Regions from separate parts of the Gossypium hirsutum genome. Here region 2 is linked to region 1. A link is a contact called in public Hi-C data. All regions are on one chromosome and are shown on one strand. The core of a region is the stretch at or near the end of the contact, and the rest is flanking DNA. Distances in the headings are between cores, read along the strand shown. Region 1 holds the start of LOC107901860 (BOI-related E3 ubiquitin-protein ligase 1). Region 2 holds the start of LOC107901855 (pyrophosphate--fructose 6-phosphate 1-phosphotransferase subunit alpha).

The links. Hi-C and Micro-C count contacts between places; a contact is called where the count stands out from the background.
Region 2: a contact with region 1 is called in a Hi-C map of leaf, with 1.8 times the contacts expected there. The contact joins the promoter of LOC107901855 here to the promoter of LOC107901860 in region 1. A contact is called at or near these places in 3 of 34 Hi-C or Micro-C datasets (anther and leaf).

What each region holds. Positions count from the first base shown.
Region 1 is chrD06:53,023,963-53,029,436 of Gossypium_hirsutum_v2.1, reverse strand. LOC107901860 (BOI-related E3 ubiquitin-protein ligase 1) reads right to left here and starts at 2,244. Exons shown (of 3, transcript XM_016828019.2): 1 at 1,863-2,244; 2 at 1,382-1,742; 3 at 502-1,279. The coding sequence starts at 1,924. The coding sequence ends at 707.
Region 2 is chrD06:53,157,909-53,163,382 of Gossypium_hirsutum_v2.1, reverse strand. It overlaps LOC107901855 (pyrophosphate--fructose 6-phosphate 1-phosphotransferase subunit alpha), which reads left to right and starts at 2,576. Exons shown (of 4, transcript XM_016828014.2): 1 at 2,576-2,734; 2 at 2,819-2,884; 3 at 3,567-3,727; 4 at 4,258-4,695. The coding sequence starts at 2,704. The coding sequence ends at 4,380. LOC107901854 (a long non-coding RNA gene) reads right to left here and starts at 2,346. Exons shown (of 2, transcript XR_005914606.1): 1 at 1,793-2,346; 2 at 1-268.

The sequences.
Region 1 (5,474 bases), core at 995-3,494:
TCCTTATAATATAAAAGAAAATTCGGACAAAACTCCAATAGGTGAAAAAGAAAAAGAATGGGGAGAAATCAATCATTCCATTTCATTTCAATTTCAATTTGAGAAGTGAAGTATAAACCAAAGTCGTGGTTAATTCTTTTTCATTTTTCTCGCCTAAGAGGGCTTTGGATCTTCATTAATTAAGGTTTTATTATTATTATTACTAGAAGAAAGGGAATTTGAAAACTTTTATCGTTTAAGTTCACCAACATTGAAAAAGTTTTCAACTCAGTAGTTAAAGGGGACTAGAAAAAGAAAAAGTTACTAAATTAGATATGATTCAAAGATGTTTGGAGTAAAGTGATGGGAGGGGAGTAACCCCACTCATTGCCTTTTCCGTGGGGGCATAGAACAAAGGGCCAATGGCTCTCTTGAGTGGCGGCCACCCTTTAATTTCCATACACCAAAAAAGTAAAAAGGAATGGATCGAGGAATGACCACCTCCCCTCTAAATTTATAACATATCTAACTTACCCATTCTTTATTTCTTTTTACATAATTTGACCCAGTAAATGAACAATAGAGCTGTAACTTTGACCATTTTTGTTATACAAAATTCATCAAAGTAAAACTCTTGATCCATTTGTAGAAAGATATTTGCATTTCCTTTTTCTTGATTTTGTTTCACTAAACAACTGTAAGAAAAAATAAAAAGAAAAGCAAGTGTTCATAACATGTTAACATGAACACTGGCGTTGGTAAGAGAAAGACAAACAGGGCAAGTGCCTACCATGGTGGACCCACACATTGTACAAAGACATAGATGTCTGCATGGCAGCAACAGGACACTTGACTCTTTCTCCCCACACTTTCTGCACTTCCTATTATTGTTCCCAACAACCACCGCCTTATTATTATCCTGCGCCCCACAACTCCCCTGTGCTTGTGGTGTCACCACCTCGCGCCACCCTTGGTCGCTGCTGCCACAGCTGGACTCTGCGTCATCTGCCAAAGCGGCACCTCCTCCCCCGCTGTCTCCCGCATGTGCCAGGACTTGTTCTAGATTGTTGCGTAGGGAATTGGCCGTCGCTTCGTTTGTTTGTGCCAAGTCTCTCCACAGTTGATTCTCTACGTATAGGCTTTTAACCCGTTCTTGAAGAACCCAGTTGAGTTTCCCTATTCTCTGGATTTCTTCATCTTTTTCCTTGAGTTTCTTCATCACCCTTTCTTGGATCGCTGTAATAAACATTCTTGACTGCCTCTTTCGTCTCTCTTCAACTTCCAACCTCAATTTTTCTGTCTGTAATTAATGTGTAAAACATACCAATTTTAATTGACCATAAGGAAACAACTGTACTAACAAAAGTTGGTTTTTTAAAAAAATAATAATAAAGGAACTTACATGATCAGAAATAAAACGGTCAATATCATGTTGTTGTTGGATCTGGGAGAAGACATCATCATCAACGTCTGAGGAAGCACCAGAAAGGTTGTTGTTTTGAGGGAGTGAATATGAATCAAAGCCATTGGTGAATGAATCTCTAGACCTTTTTCTTGGAGCTGAAACTGGGATACTCATGTTGTAAGTTGTAAGACCGCTATCAGCTTTGTTGGCTGAAATATTTGGATGACAGAGGAGGGGTTGATATAATGGTAAAAGTTGTGAACCTTCATGCATTGAATTTGAATCAATTAAAGGAACACAAGAATCCATCTGGGTATTGTATATATCCCCAATCCCTTGATTTGATTTAATAAAATCTCTGCTACAACAACCAAAAAAAAGAAAGAGATCATGTTAAACAAGGAAAGAAACTTGAGAATAAATTAAACCCATTTTTGAAAAAGAAAGAAAGAAAAGGGATATAGAAGATTTCAAGCACCTGTGACTATTGGTGATGAACTGAGAAGAGAAAATATTCAGATGCCGAGCTTCAACTGCCATTGAAGGAACGATAAAGAGAGCCTTTGGATTTCAACAAGGAGAGAACAACGAAAATAGATCAGCATGAAAACACGCACACATATATATAAAAGATAATATATATAATAAAAGAAAAGAGATCCCACAATTAAAACAAGAGATAGGAAAGAGGGAATCAAGTAGTTATTTATGGTACACAAAATTTTCTTTGATAATTAGTAAAACATGGAGTGGCAGATTTTGTTCCTTGGATTTGGTTTCCATATAACTTCTTTCTTATCCCTCTTTTTTAACTTTAGCTGGATTTTTCTGTATTTTTATTTTAAAGTTTCTATTTGACTGAGTAAAAAATATAATCTTAGAAATCTAGGTATTTGATTTATATCTTGGCTTAACAATTTGTCTAAAGTATAAAAATTAAAAAAACAAAAAAAAAACAAGTTGATTGAGTTTTAGCTCGATTAGTATTGATATTGTTGTGTCAATATAGGAACTATTTAAAGATTGAGAAAGGAGTATGAATAATTCTAGGTATTCTATAAAAAAGAGCATATATTATAACAACCTATAATAAGTTAATGTTAAAAAAATAAAAAAAAATTATCTTTCTTATTTTACCTATCAAATAAACTTAAATTGCAACCTTTTTTTTGCTTTTCTTTTTACCTATTTTATTCAACCTTAATTTTTTTTAAGGATAAAATTGATTTCAATTAAATATTAATAGCATCAGTCATAATAACTTGGTGAATACAATAGGGATAATTAGAGGTGTTCAAACGGTTACTTGATCGATTAATCGAATCGAACTAGTATTAACCAAATGTTTTAATCCTTTAACCATTAACCGAACTGAATTTTTTTCAAAAAAATTTAATCAAACCAAAATATTTCGGTTAATTCAGTCGATTAACCAAATTAACCGAACATTAAATATTCTTTTTTTTGTTAATTCCAACGCCTCCTTTACAACAATAGCTAAGGAAACTAGCATCAGAATTGACCTTATTTAAGCCAACATTTGTTCCTTTCCAATTGCATGGTGGCAGACGCCCTTGCTAATCCTTTAAGATTTGCAGTAATATACATACAATGCAGGTTTTTGGCATTCTCAATAATTTTGGCATCAAAATCTTTAGCATTTATGAAAATAAAGCATTTTCAGAGATCCATAATGACCACAAAAGGAATAAAAATATATCGAAGTCTTCTTTTTTAAGTTCCCTCACTGCCAATTTGATCCACTCAACTCTACTTGAGAACTCTCCATTATGCATCCTATTCGGGGTATCACTTTTCATCATTACCCTATTAGTAATAGGACATTCTCTTAGTGCGTACAATGTGTCCTCGACCTCATAGCCACATCTCAAGCAAGAAATGTTTATACCTTGTAAACAAGACTTCAAAGCACAATCGGAAGGTAATATGTTGTTGCAAATTTTGCACGAGAAAACTTTAATCTTGTTGCCAACATTAGCTCTCCAAATTGATTTCCAAATAAATTTGTGTGGCCTCAAGTTATTCTCCCCTCGAAGTAGATATCAATATCCATTTCTAACCGAGTAGATTCCATTAGAGTTCTCATTCCAACTAGTTTATCTTCAATTTCTGGCCTCATCAATGGGATCTTAAGAATGGATTCCAGTTCTTCGTTTGAAAATTCATCCTTGATGAGATCCTCTTTCCATTGCATTCGGTTCACATCAATGAAGGCACACACTTTAGCCTCTCGAAAAATGTTGTGGCATAGAGATAGGACCAATAAGTTCTGTTGCATGGGGACCCAAACATCTTTTTTTATGTGTGTGGATTTTCCATTCCCAATTATTCATTTAGTTCCTATAACATTCCTTACCCGGTCCAGTCGCCAAACTTAAGCTATAGGAGGTTACCAAACGAAACTCACATAACTTTCACATACTTTAACATAAGAAAGAGCATATATTATAAGAACCTATAATAAGTTAATGTTAAAAAAAATTATCTTTCTTATTTTACCTATCAAATAAACTTAAATTGCAACTTTATTTTTTGCTTTTTTTTACCTATTTTATTCAACCTTAATTTTTTTGGGCAAAACACCATTAAAAGCCCTTTTTTTATAAATTTATCGAAATTGGCCTGGTATTTTATTATTTACCAGAATGGCCCTTTTCCCTGAAATCGCGTCCACGTCAGCGCGATGTCAGGGGAAGTGGCAGAAAATCGCGTCCCTGAGGGCGCGCTTTGCTTACGTGGACGAAAATCGCTCCTCCAAGGGCATGTTTTGTTGCCACGTAAGCTCTCCCTTGGGGACGCTTTTTGCCTGTTTCTCCCCACGTTAGGTTTTGGGTTTTTAGGATTAGGGTTAGGGTTTAGGGTTTTTAAGATTTTTAGGGTTTTGGAGAAAAAATTAAACAAATAAGGGATTAAGGTTTAGAGTTTCTTAATTAAATTAATTATAATTTTTTCAAAATTGGATTAGGTTTCGTGTTTATGAGTTTTAAAAAAATAATTAAATTAGGGTTTAGAGTTACGTAAGTAATTAAATTAAAAATTTATTAAGGAAATCGCTCCCACGTGGACGCGCTTTTGCTACAGTAGGTCCTGAAAAAATAATTTTGAGTTGACATTTCTGAGAAAATAATATAAAAAATGCTTTAAGCAGGATGCTTTATCAAAAGAATTTCTGAAATCGCTCACATGTGGACGCGCTTTTGCTATAATAGGTCCTGAAAAAATAATTTCAAGTTGACGTTTCTGAGCAAATAGTATAAAAAACGCTTGAAGCAGGATGCTTTATTAGAAGAATTTCTGAAATCGCTCCCACGTGGACACGCTTTTGCTATAGTAGGTCCTGAAAAAATAATTTCAAGTTGACGTTTCTGAGCAAATAGTATAAAAATGCTTCAAGCAGGATGCTTTATCAGAAGAATTTCTAAAATCGCTCCCACGTGGACGCGTTTTTGCTACAGTAGCATGTTTGGGCTGAGGTTATAAATGAGGCAAAAAATGTTCTCAGATTGCATAAGTTATAGCAAAAACAATTTAAAGAGGCTAAGAAAGTTAGAAATTAAAGATGAGTGAACGTATTAGTACTGTTATTTACTATGATGGTGAGGTTTGCCACACAGAGAATGGTGTTGTTTTTTTATCAGAGAATACAGTGCGACTGGTTTTTAACCAGAACATAGATTTGACAGAACTTCGTAAAAGAATTAGGCGTAAAATTTTTGGAACGACGCCAATGAAAGTTTTGTCTATTACGTATCGATTTTGTTCTTCTGTTGATCCGGTGACATATGACTCGTTCGACATAAAAGGTGCTTGTAGCTTGGAGGCAATGGTGCAGGCTCATCTTGCTAGTGGAGCACCTTATATTGAGTTATATGTACAATTTACATCGTCAAATGATGTACTTGCGACTGGTGTTCGAGAGGTATACATAACCCCTGGCCGACACTCAGTTAGCGGGTTACAAAACACAGAACAGCCCATGTTTGGTAGCAGTATGAAATGCACATTCCCTACAAGACACTCTGTCGGTGGATGGGACATGCACGTCGGTGGCTCGATGTTTGATGCTGAA
Region 2 (5,474 bases), core at 1,327-3,826, 130 kb before region 1:
TTTACCTACCATCAACCAAATATAACAGTTCATCACTTCCATTTTGCAAATAATTTATAATAACCACAAATGCATATTATACCAAATCATATATCAAGCACACCACAAACATATAACAACCACAAATGCCATGCCATTAGCAGACCAGAATCAAGAAATAAGACATTTTAAAGACGCTCAACACTAACCTCTTATGAAAATATCAACCAAGGCCACTAACAGGAGTAAGAATGCTGAGGTAAAGGCTAGGACAGCAAGAACTGTATAGCTGGAGGTCAAGCATAGAAAGAAATTAGAACCGTGTCAGCAAGAACATTAGCTGCAACAGTTGATGCAACCATTTAAAATCTTTGGAAATATTTGATGTATCATGCCAGGGCATATATGTTCAAATTGTAACCAAACATTGGTAGTTGATATTTAAAACTAGCAATTTTCAGTATGCATTATTGACTATGAATCTTATTTGTGCCTGCTTGAATTTCGACAACACAGCATGTAAAGAAAAGCAGAGATCCGAGATGGGAAGAAGAATTTCAGTTTATGGTGGATGAACCACCCACGAATGATAAAATTCACATCGAAGCGTTCAGTACATCTTCCAGGATAGGGCTACTGCATCCCAAGGTGCATAACAGGCTTATTTTCTCATTGTCTGTTTGAAATATAAATACATGTTTTGTGTACTCGAATAATAATACTTGTTTACATGTATGACCAGGAATCTTTGGGTTATGTTACTATAAGCCTACCTGATGTTGTGAATAACAGAAGAATCAATGAAAGGTATCATCTGATCGACTCTAAGAACAGTCGGATTCAATTCGAGATGCAGTGGAGAACTTCTTAGATATGCCAGCAATTTGTTTATGAGGAAAAGAAGGTAGTCGTGTTACTTGAGACTACAGCACTGTCACTATGTTTCTTTCTTCCCTTCCCTTCTCCTGTTGATCAAGCTTCTTGACTCTCTTTTTTAGTGTGTTATTAATTAGTATGTCAATAAATATCAACTTCCTTGCAAATCTTCTATGCTAAATAAACTAATTAGTATGTCAATATATATCTGTTGAAATATAGATGGTAGGGGAGTAGTTTTAGATTAAATTGATGAAACCTTTCGTTTTTACATGAAGTTGATGGAAATATGCAAAGAAATCTCAGTAAAACTCAAATTATAGCACCTCGCTCTTTAACAGAGAGCGTTCTATTATTCAGGCTATTAATTTCTACCCTCTAAGAACATTTTGAGGCTATTAATTTCTAGTCTCAAAAACCAATTCTTTAGTCAATTGAATATGGTTAGCATACGAGAAAATGAACGAACAAAATGGATCATTATCAGTGAAAACAGGCAACACATTTTCAAACAAACGAACAAACAAACGAATCAATATCAGTGAAAGCAAGTGGAACAAAAACATAATTCAATAAAGATCTTATCATTGTTTCGTTTTTCCTTACAATTTGAAGGATTTGAAGGATCATAATCTCGTATCTATATGTGTGGGGTAAAGAAAAACCACAAAAACACCTACATTTGAAAAGGGAAATTCAGACAGAAGGATACTAGGCATTCGAAAATGGTGTAAGAGGAAAATGAATTTTAGTCCATGTCTTGTAATTTATTACTATAAAATAACAAAACCAGGACAACACATGTCAAAATGAAGAAATTTTCTTCCTAAACAAAAATGGATCGGTGGCAAAAAATGGATCTGACCACATACAGAGAAAATACTAAACAAAAAATGGATCAAATCGCAAATGAGGAAATTTGAAACAGATCCGTTACCTACTGCTCCGATAAAGGCTTGCACTGCAGCAGCTGCGATATCCATTCGTCCAGGTTCCAATACGAGTTCGAACCCACAGAAAACCATGGTGATAATCGACAGAGAGGAATAAAGGAATGAAGGAGGAGAGTGGGGGATTACTGGAAAAAGATAAGAATGAAGTTTTCTAACAGAAATGAAGGAATGAAGAAGGAAGGACTGGAAAAATCGATAGAGAGGAAAGCCAGTAAAACGTCTTAGGAAAATTGAAAGGAGATGACATTTTTCCTAAATTGTAAGTAATTTTACCCGTTGATTTTCTAAATGAAAAATATTTTCCGCCAAACAAACATCGAAAAAGTTAGAAATAATTTTCCAAAAAATTATTTCCGTCAATCAAACAGACTCTAAGTTAAAAGTTTGGGTGTTTTAAGTTTAAATCTTATTCAACTCATGTTTTCTTGAATTCTAAATTTTTTAAAGCTTCAAAATTTACTCTCTCTTTGGTACTTTTATGTTTGGGATTCAGGATTGTCTTTCTCAATAATATTATTTTTAAGATTCGAACTCCGTTCTTTTATTGAAAATACAATGTGTCTTAGCACTGCATTCAATATTTAATGACTCAAAATTTTACTTTTTATGTCAATATAGATTTGATCAAACTATCTCTCGGTTAAAATGGATAAGGGGAAAAAGGAAAAGAAAGAGGGCTTTCAAAGGAAGACCAATAAAATCTCGAATCTCGAATTGCAATTTTCTTGGGCCTAGCCCATGTTAAATCATTTTAAATCAGGGGGTAAACTTGTAACTTGCGCATGTTTCATGGAGATAGGCTGACAAAAATATGAAAAGTAAGTAAACTGCTATGGAGCTGAAGGGCAGGTAGGATTGTCCAATTCAAACAATCTTTTTTCTTTTTTAGACGAGAATGGATTCGCTTGATACGCTTGGTTCTTCTAGTAAGCTGTTACATTTTCATTTGGCTTAAATTTTTTTCAATTTTAACTGGTAATATTTATCTGAAAACTTACTCCCATTGGCAGAATGCCGCAAAGAAGAAAGAACCCCAATGCATTTTCCTACTTTATCTGGCTGGATTATAAATCATGGTACTTTATTATTATTATTTTTTGTATTCAAGGTATTTGAATGATTTGTTTTCTGATACCAAGTTAGTCTATCTTGAGTATGATTAAATAAAATCATTTTACGCTAGAATCTGAGGATTTCATGGTGACTTGTAAAATTTTACTAGTTAAATTGTATATTGCTTTGCACACTATTGATATTCTAGATGCTAAGGAGAGTTTTAGCGTGGTTGGAGGAACTTTTTGTGATATGGGAGATTTGAATAGCCATCTCTGGTACATAATCCTTAGGCTACACAATAACAGAGAGATTCCTTTGTTGTGTAATAAATCCTTCAGCTACACAATTTGCTAAGCTTTAAAAAAACCGATTTTTGTTGTCCTTCATATTACAATGAAAAACGTTTTTCTGTGGTTCTCAAGCAAAACAAAGTCAAATTTGCTTGAGATAGACATAAACATCCCTGTCACTGAGCCCTTTGTTTGAGACTATGGAGTATGGTCTTACTCCTGCATAACTCGTTCAAAATCTTCTTTCCTTGTTTCTTCAGTTTTTATTCATTTCTTTTTCATTTCTTCTTATTCCTAGTCAATAACAAGCATATGAAATTTGGTGGCAATAGCCCTCTGTCTTTTGACACAATCCATAAGATAATCCAATATACTGATGCCTATGACAATTGTCTATCTTGGGAGCAAACAGAAGAATCAGATAACATAAACAATGTAATGGATGAGCTCTATCGAGAAGCAGGAACCACATTGTTGGAAGAACCAGATTCCAGTATGGAGCTTATGGATACGCACAGAGAGGATGAAGATCACATTAGAAAGATAAAGGAATTTCAGGATTACCTTCAAATGGTATATATATACTTACCCACTTACCCCTTCTATTTTTCATCTTTTAAAAGTTTTGGCATGTGAAATTCTGTTAGCTCTTGGATTGTGTATTGTTGGTAATTTTGTGGCTAGCAAACATGAATTCCTTTTATTGACGGGCAGAAAGAAGATTAGTGTAGCAGTATCCACGTTGATTAGATTACTGCCTTCTTTAGTTCAGATATGAACATTTTCAGCTTGGAAATATGTTTACTATAAAGTTTTGAGTTAATGGGTTCACATCCTTGCTGATTCATGCTCTTTGAACTCAACCGGTACATTTCCGTTCATTGAGAAGGCTTAATTTCTTGGATCTATCACAGTCCGTATTTTATATCAAAATTTGACTCAATGCTCTGGTTTTCACAGGATGGGCATTATGTACGTATATTTTTAATATTGGGGCATATCTAGTTTTGTTTCTTGTGAATCAAATTGTGTAAATTAAAAACCTTCTACAACTTTTAAATAAGTCTAACCCTGAGGTTAACCTAGAGCTTGGTATGTTGCAGGTGAAGATAACGATTAAACCAGGTTGTTCAGAAGAAGTGTTAAAGGTGGCATTGAATTCCATGTCCTCGCTACTAGGCATACTTGCTTTCATGTCATATCCAAAACACCGTTCCTCACTGTGAACAAGAATTAACTCGAACACCATGATCTTGTTGTACACCAAGGATGAATCTGCTACTGGCATTTCCTTTAGAAGAAAATGCACGTTGCAAAATTTCATGTCTGTATCTCAGTATTAAACTTTTATGTTCCACCAGTTGTAGTCACCTAGTTGTCTGGACCAGCTTTTACGTTAGAATTTATCTAAGAAGCAAAGATTTGTTCAAAGATGGTTAGCTTCATTCAAGAACGTGGGAATGCTCAATACCTGTAAGTTGACAGCACACGACATTATGTATTGCAAGCGTCAGAAATATAGTTTGATGATTATTGTTCAATTATCTGGATTACTGAAAACAATATACTAACTTGTCTTGTGTCAACCTTGAAGCAACGCATTCTTTAGATTTGAAAATTCGTGTATCAATGTTTTATATTGTATTTTTCTGTCAACTAGGCAAAATTAAAAATAACACAATCATTATATGTTCCAAAATCTTAAACATGAATATTATAAATATGTGTTATTGTGACAATCATGTCTACAACATTATTTTCATATTTTTTTAAGTTACATTTAATTATATCAACCATTTCAAAAGAAATAAATTATCATAAACACTGACCTTAATAAGTCAAATTAACTCAAGCAGCCAATTAGCTCATATTTTCTCTTGGTGGGGTGTAGATGGGGGAGCTTCCCTTATAACGGTACAAAGGATAGTAACATAGTTTTAATTCTTGGAATGGATTGAACTAGTAAATTGCTCATTTTTCCAACCAAATCCTAAGATGTTTTATTCTACCAAAAACTAGTCTATCACTGTGGGACCAATAGGGAGTAATAGCAATCAGATTTATGAGCCATGTAGCTAATGTCTAATGGAATCTAAGAGTCACTGAGAGAGTAATAGAGGAAAGGTTCTTTTGCCAAGAAGAAAAAGGGAAATTGAAAAGAGGGGCCATTACTCCAAAATTCAGATGGAGGAGAGATGCCAAAGCTAAAGGGGTCCCTCTGCTCCAATTTTGGAGGCATATGATATGGTATATTATCAGGCCACCCCGCCTAGAAAGGTGAGCCAAGTGTTTTTCTGGATGAAGGATTTATAACTTTTGC